Regions from separate parts of the Mus musculus genome. Here region 1 is linked to region 2. A link is a contact called in public HiChIP or PLAC-seq data. All regions are on one chromosome and are shown on one strand. Each heading gives the region's core, a stretch centred on a gene start, on an enhancer-like site or on the middle of the called end of the contact. The rest is flanking DNA. Distances are from core to core; before and after follow the strand shown.

Region 1 (3,174 bases), core at 176-2,675, 640 kb after region 2:
ACTGAGTAAAAATATTTTAGTATGCTGTCAAATTGTTTTCAAGAATATCCGTGTTCCGGAGTGCATAATCCACACGCACATTTTCTAGAATTGTTCTCATTCCGAGGTTCATATAGAAACACTTTTATAATATTTCATTCCGCTTACATAAAATTTATGTTTCAAACATTCGCTACTTGAATTCATACTTACTAACATTTTTGTGCTTAGAGGATTTAAATTTTTTGGTCATTTAATATTGCAATCTGGTTTACTTGCAAGAAGAAAAATCTATGTAGAACGTATGCCTGTAGCTGTGGTGCTGTTGATGTAGTTCTGTGACTGTTGTGTGTTACTGAAGTTCACCTCTGATGTACCCTGCACAAAAGAAAAGCAATGTATACTTAGTAACTCTAAGCTGTTTAATCCTTTAAGAGGAAATTATTAATTGAGAGTTACAAAGAATGCTATTTAGGCAAATCTGTACTTTAATCTACTTATGTTGAATAAAATGGGCTTTGTTTTAATAAAGAAAGTGTTTTTAATTCATAGACATATGGTTAATTGTTGACAAAGATAATATAAATTTGGCTCACATAAATTCTTGGTGGATTAAAGAATAAAAAAACAAACAAAGGAAATAAAAACCGAAGCGATAACAGAGCCACCTACCTGTTTGGCTACTCCTAAACTGTAAGTGGAAGAAAACCGAAAGGAAATGTATATATATTTGAGTGAACGTAGCTGCTGCAGACATATTCAGGTCCATTTATATTTAGTGTGTCAGTTGGGTCAGAGGATCCTTGAGCTCCTCCCATTGACATATCACCCTTCACTGCCTAGTGTGTGCGTGTGGGTCACATAAAATAGACCACCACTGCAGCTTTTGTACAGGATAAATGCTTTCCCAGAAGCAAAAAGGTTTGTTCGCCAAAAGCTACACATCTGTATGAAATAATACCTAAATCAGCAGGAAGTAGGTTTGGTACCACCACTTTTTTCCCATCTACTGTGAGGCAGGCACCCTTCCAAGAGCTTTGTGCACATCAACTTAATTAACCCGCATGGCGACCTCACGTGGTGGCTACTGTTATCATTTTCATTAAATAGATGAGATAACCGAGCTCAATACTACAAACCTCAGGCCTCTTTCCTCTCTGCCATTTCAGCAAACCCTAATCTTGTAGAAATTCATTCTGAGGCGTGGATCCTTATAAGAGATATCCCTAGGGTGTCGACAGGGGTCTAGAGAGGAGCGACACTCCGGAGTCTCTGGTCTCTCTGAATCCCTCAATCTTGTCACAAGGCTCCTGCGCGGTTGGCAGCGCCACCGCTCCACGCGTGCTGGGCTGGGCCTCAGCCGCAGCCCGCGCCACCTGCTCCCGGCTCCCGCGTCCCCGCCCCACGTCCCGCCCCCGCGCCGCGCCCGCGTCCCACGGTCCCTCCCTCTGGCGTGACGGGAGCTCGGGCGCCGGCTGCCCGCGCTGCGAGCGGCCGAGCTGTAAGCGTGCAGATCAGCCCAGTTGAGCTGAGCCCAGAGGAGGCAAGAGCACGGTCCTCGCTTCCCAGACTCCTCGCCGGAGTCCATTCAGTGCCGGGATGCTGCTGCTCACCCTGCGGCGGGCGAAAGGCAGGGATCGGGGGCGACCGGCCGGGGGTCCCCGCCGCGCGCTCTCGCTGCCCTGGAGCCCCGCCTGGATTTGCTGCTGGGCGCTCGCAGGCTGCCAGGCAGTTTGGGCTGGAGACTCGTCCTCCTCTGGCCGCCCGCTTCCTGCGTGCCAAGAGGTGAGCAGCACCGGGTCCCCACTTGGAGTTTGAGGCGGGGTGTGGGGTGGGGCGATCTCGGGGACCTGGGCTCAGAGTGACCATCACCTTTTTCGGGTTTGGAGGACAGGGGCGTTCGTTTTGCCCAGGGATGAAGTTGCTCGCCCCTGCTAGCTGGCTAGGAGCGGGTGTAGAGGCTTTCTGTCTTTCTGGTGGTGTATTTCTCTCCGTGCTGGTGTTTGGGGGTTTCTGAAGGACTTTGCTGCGCCCCCTTTGGAGAGCCAGGTCTCAGGACCTGGGTTTGAGAAAGAAATTTCAGGAAGGGGAGGAGACTGGGGAAGCCCTGCCCCATAGGATTTAGAAAACTAAGGCTTTATAGCTTTTGAGAGACCTAGATACTCACCCTCCCTCTCCTGATTTCTCTGCTCCCCAGTCTCCACAAATGCTTTCATCCAATTCTCAAGCTCTCAGCTTTCAAATACAGAACAGTGTGGTCTCTTGACATTCTGGCAAGACATGGATGTGAAGAAGGCAGAGAAGAAAGTACTTAGGAAAGAGGCGGGTTGGTGATGTAGAAAATTAGAATGGGCAAAGCAAATATGTTCCTTTGGGGAGGTTCTTCACCTGGTTGAAGTCCTGTAGCTGAGTACTTTACAGTTTAAGATCACTGCTGCTTTATAGCCAAGAAGGGTACATTCTGGGTGATTAGATCTTTCTCCTGCTTTTGGGAAAAACGAGACTTACTGTGCCAACAATTTCTAGAGGGTGTCACTGGAAGTTGCTTTGTGTGTTTACCTTTGCCTTTCATGCTCCAGAAAGTGCCTTCTTTTAATGAAAATCAATGAGGGGAAGGAAGTAACATTTCTGACCTACTTTGAGTGATTCTGTTGGAGAAGAGGTGAGGCACACACGCTGTTTTAAGGAAGATTGCTAGGAATCAGGGTGACAGGTTCTTTATAGGTATCCAGCAAAAATAGGTTAGCCATTAGCTTCTTTTGAGAAGAACGGCAAGATTCTGTTTCTGTGCTTGCTGGAACCACTTCGGAATGAGAGTATCCTCCTTTTAGACACCATCCATCATCCCTGGGTTTTCATCTTCTTCTCTTACAATACATGCCCCAGGGCAGCCCACAATGATGGAAAGTCAGATGGCAAGCTTGGGTGTGAATATGCAGCTGTACTGTAGCTAGTGAATCGGGGCAAAGTCTTGGCAAACAAACAGCTGTGCATAATTTCAGCTTGTGCTAGTATTGGTTCGATATGTATCCTGCCACTTGTCACCTGGGAATAAACCAGTGTATGGGGTTCTATAGAATTCAACTTTTTGGACATCCACAACTGTTGTGGCAAGATAAGCTTTATTGTCCAGTTGCCCAGACACAGTTTATAGCACACGTTTCTTTAACGAAGTGAAGTTCCAAGTTCCTTGCA
Region 2 (3,618 bases), core at 168-2,667:
CCCATCTGTCCCAAAAGCTTGTATTCTACACAGCACAAATGATAAATATAGTCTATATTACTTTACCACTTACAATGCAAACTGTGAGCAAAGCTCTTCCTGAAAGATGAGCATTCATTAGAATCCAACTTTTTAAAAGTTGCTTAAATACTGAATGTCATTCCTACTACAGATATCTGCAATCTGCTTAAGATGCTAGCCACGATTTTACATAAGGAAAAAAAAAAATAGACATAAGCCAGAGAGGCAGGAAAGGTTTCATCATTTACCTGATAACAAGAGAATTATCAGTAGTTGATGATTAACCAGTATGATGGAACAAAATCATTTTTAACAGAGCGTATTGGCTCTGAGTAGTTACTAAGAGATGGATGCCTAGAATATTATAAGACTTAAAGAAAATTTATCAGCTTGTTCAAAATCAGTTTTTTTCTGAATTCTTGATTTATAGATAGTGATGATCTATTTCTATAATTCCTGGAGGAAGGGCTACATTTACAACCAGGAAGCACTTAAATAAATGCCCAAAAGGACTGACCAGGAGTCTTCCACAATTGCACAAGCACTGTAGTTGACAAGACTTAGATACCCAATACAGATAAGGGCCGAGGGAGAGGAGTGAAAATGCGTACGCCAACAAGCGACAGCAAGAGAACGCACAGGGATTTGGGGACATCTCAGTAACTACTACAGCAGCTGGATGCTGCTCTTCCTCCGCCCTCTTCTCCTCAGACGCAAGCTGGCCGGTTCCAAACGGTTCCTCCCCGGCTCCGCCCCGGCCCTCCCCGGGCAGCCTCCAAGCGAGGACCCTGAGACGCGAGGGCTAGCCCACGGCCTCGCGGGGAGAGGCTCCCGCCCCTCTGCAGGGCCCCGCTGGCCCGCGGACACGCGCGGCACGGGCCGCAGCGCCGAGCCCCAGCACCTCCCTCAGCCCGGCGCCCGCAGCCCCGCACCTGCACACGGTGATCAGGTTCCTCCTCTCCACCGCAGCGTTGCGGGCGCTCAGGCTCTTCTTGCCGCCGCCGCCGCCGCCGCCGCCGCGGCTCCCGCTCAGGCCCCCCAGGCTCCGGGAGGCCATGGCGGGCTCACCTCCGCGCCCCCTTTGTCTCCAGCGGTCCCGCAAGCCTCGCACACCTGTGTCCCCCGGCCTTCTCTCAACGATGGCAGCCCGCCGGGCGGGAGAGAGGCGAGGAAGGAGGCGCGGAGTAGGCAGGGTGTGGAAGGCAGTCAGTCGGGCACCGGTACCCAGGCTCCACGCGCGCGTGCACACACACTCACACACGCTCTCTCACACATACACACGCGCTCACTCACACGCACGCACGAGCCACCTCCACCCTCGCTCGCGCGCGCGCGCGCCGCCGCCGCCGTCCACGAGAGAAGCGCGCGCGGGCGGGCGGGCGGGAGGGCGGGCTCCGAGTCTCCAGGGACGCCGCACCAGCGCCCGGGCGAGCCTGTCACCCCGCAGGCCTAACCGCACGTCATTCTTCCAGCAGGGCGGAGCCGCTGAGGTGAAGCCCCCCTCCCCACGCCTGTCTCACTCAGCCCCCGCCCCCTGCACCTATGGGAACAAGGCCGCTACGGAGAGAGCCAATGACGAGAGGTGGGGGCGGGACCCGCCCCAGGAGCTTTTAAAGAGGCTCGCTTAAGCCCCGCCCTGGCGCGTGGGCCTCTGTCAGAACGCGGGTCGGCTCGTGCAGCACCTTGGTGAGCCCGGCGAGGCAGCCTTGGCTTGGAAAGCCGGCTTTGCTGTGCCTACTCCACGGTGACTGTGGTCCATAGTCACCCTGACAAGGCTAAGTTCATGGCAGATTCCTGGTCCTGAGGCTTCAGTAGCCTCAGCAGGAGAATGCCATAGTTGGGTGGGGTGGGAAGTGGGGGTTACCTAGAATAGAAGAAGAGTTCCATTTGTCCCAAACGCCCCCTTTGAACCTGACAAACAACGACACAGTGGCATCAGGGAGTGCGCCCATGGCATTTCTCTTCCCGTGAATCTGGTCAGAATTCACCTCATCTTACTCAGTGTCCAGCACAGCCTTGAAACCACATTGACCATAGAAAAACGAGTGTAGTGGGGATGTCCAGTCTTGGGTTCTGTGCAGTGAGATCTGAACTGAATTGCAGCTCGTGAGCCATGGAGGAGGTTTGTCAAGGGCAGAGGGAAATCCTGCCTTGGAGTCCCAATAAGCCCCTTGGGAGGACCACTTTGTAGTCTCTACTTCTCTGGCTTTACCTCTGGCTTTACCTATGGGAGGCTACGGGCTTGAGACCCTGACCTCTGACATTCACCTCAGACTGCCTGTAAGTATGTCCAGACTTCAGGTTTTGTTTGTTTGTTTGTTTGTTTTTAAATTTTGAAAATCTAAAATCAGGACAAAGTCTCACCTCTACCTCTTAAATATAATTATGTTAAAATAAAAATTAATTATTAAGAAAATTTCTACAAGGGAGCTAAAACCATCCAGTGGAAAAAAAGACAGCATTTTCAACAAATGGTGCTGGCACAACTGGAGGTTATCATGTAGAAGAATGCAAATTGATCCATTCCTATCTCCTTGTACTAAGGTCAAGTCTAAGTGGATCAAGGAACTCCACATAAAACCAGAGACACTGAAACTTATAGAGGAGAAAGTGAGGGAAAGCCTCAAAGATATGCACAGGGGGAAAATTCCTGAATAGAAGAGCAATGGCTTGTGCTGTAAGATCAAGAATTGACAAATGGGACCTCATAAAATTGCAAAGCTTCTGTAAGGCAAAAGACACTGCCAATAAGACAAAAAGGCCACCAAAAGATTGGGAAAGGATCTTTACCTATCCTAAATCAGATAGGGGACTAATATTCAATATATATAAAAAACTCAAGAAGGTGGACTCCAGAAAATCAAATAACCCCATTAAAAAATGGGGCTCAGAGCTAAACAAAGAATTCTCACCTGAGGAATACCGAATGGCTGAGAAGCACCTGAAAAAAATGTTCAACATCCTTAATCATCAGGGAAATGGGAATCAAAACAACCTTGAGATTCCACCTCACACCAGTCAGAATGGCTAAGATCAAAAATTCAGGTGATAGCAGATGCTGGCGAGGATGTGGAGAAAGAGGAACACTCCTCCATTGTTGGTGGGATTGCAAGCTTGTATAACCACTCTGGAAATCAGTCTGGTGGTTCCTCAGAAAATTGGACATAGTACTACCAGAGGATCCCACAATACCTCTCCTGGCCATATATCCAGAAGATGTTCCAACTGGTAATAAGGACACATGCTCCACTATGTTCATAGCAGCCTTATTTATAATAGCCAGAAGCTGGAAAGAACCCAGATGCCCCCCAACAGAGGAATGGATACAGAAAATGTGGTACATTTACACAATGGAGTACTACTCAGCTATTAAAAACAATGAATTTATGTAATTCCTAGGCAAATGGATGGACCTGGAGGGCATCAGCCTGAGTGAGGTAACCCAATTACAAAAGAACTCACATGATATGTATTCACTGATAAGTGGATATTAGCCTAGAAACTTAGAATACCCAAGATACATTTTGCAAAACACATGAAACTCAAGAAGAACGAAGACCAAAGTGTGGACACTTCCTTCGCCCCTTCTTAGAATTG

The links. HiChIP or PLAC-seq counts read pairs in DNA pulled down with a chosen protein or histone mark.
Region 1: a contact with region 2 is called in an H3K4me3 HiChIP or PLAC-seq map of embryonic forebrain, with 5 times the contacts expected there. The contact joins the promoter of Elapor2 here to the promoter of Rundc3b in region 2. A contact is called at or near these places in 2 of 39 promoter capture datasets (the 3T3-L1 cell line and pre-B cells) and 1 of 115 datasets of contacts at active chromatin or transcription factors (embryonic forebrain).

Annotation. Positions count from the first base shown.
Region 1 is chr5:9,264,693-9,267,866 of GRCm38.p6, forward strand. Elapor2 (endosome-lysosome associated apoptosis and autophagy regulator family member 2) reads left to right here and starts at 1,426. Exons shown (of 22, transcript NM_172706.4): 1 at 1,426-1,764. The coding sequence starts at 1,579.
Region 2 is chr5:8,621,535-8,625,152 of GRCm38.p6, forward strand. Rundc3b (RUN domain containing 3B) reads right to left here and starts at 1,418. Exons shown (of 11, transcript NM_001347311.1): 1 at 954-1,418. The coding sequence starts at 1,078. All of the region lies in intron 2 of Abcb1a (ATP-binding cassette, sub-family B (MDR/TAP), member 1A), which reads left to right.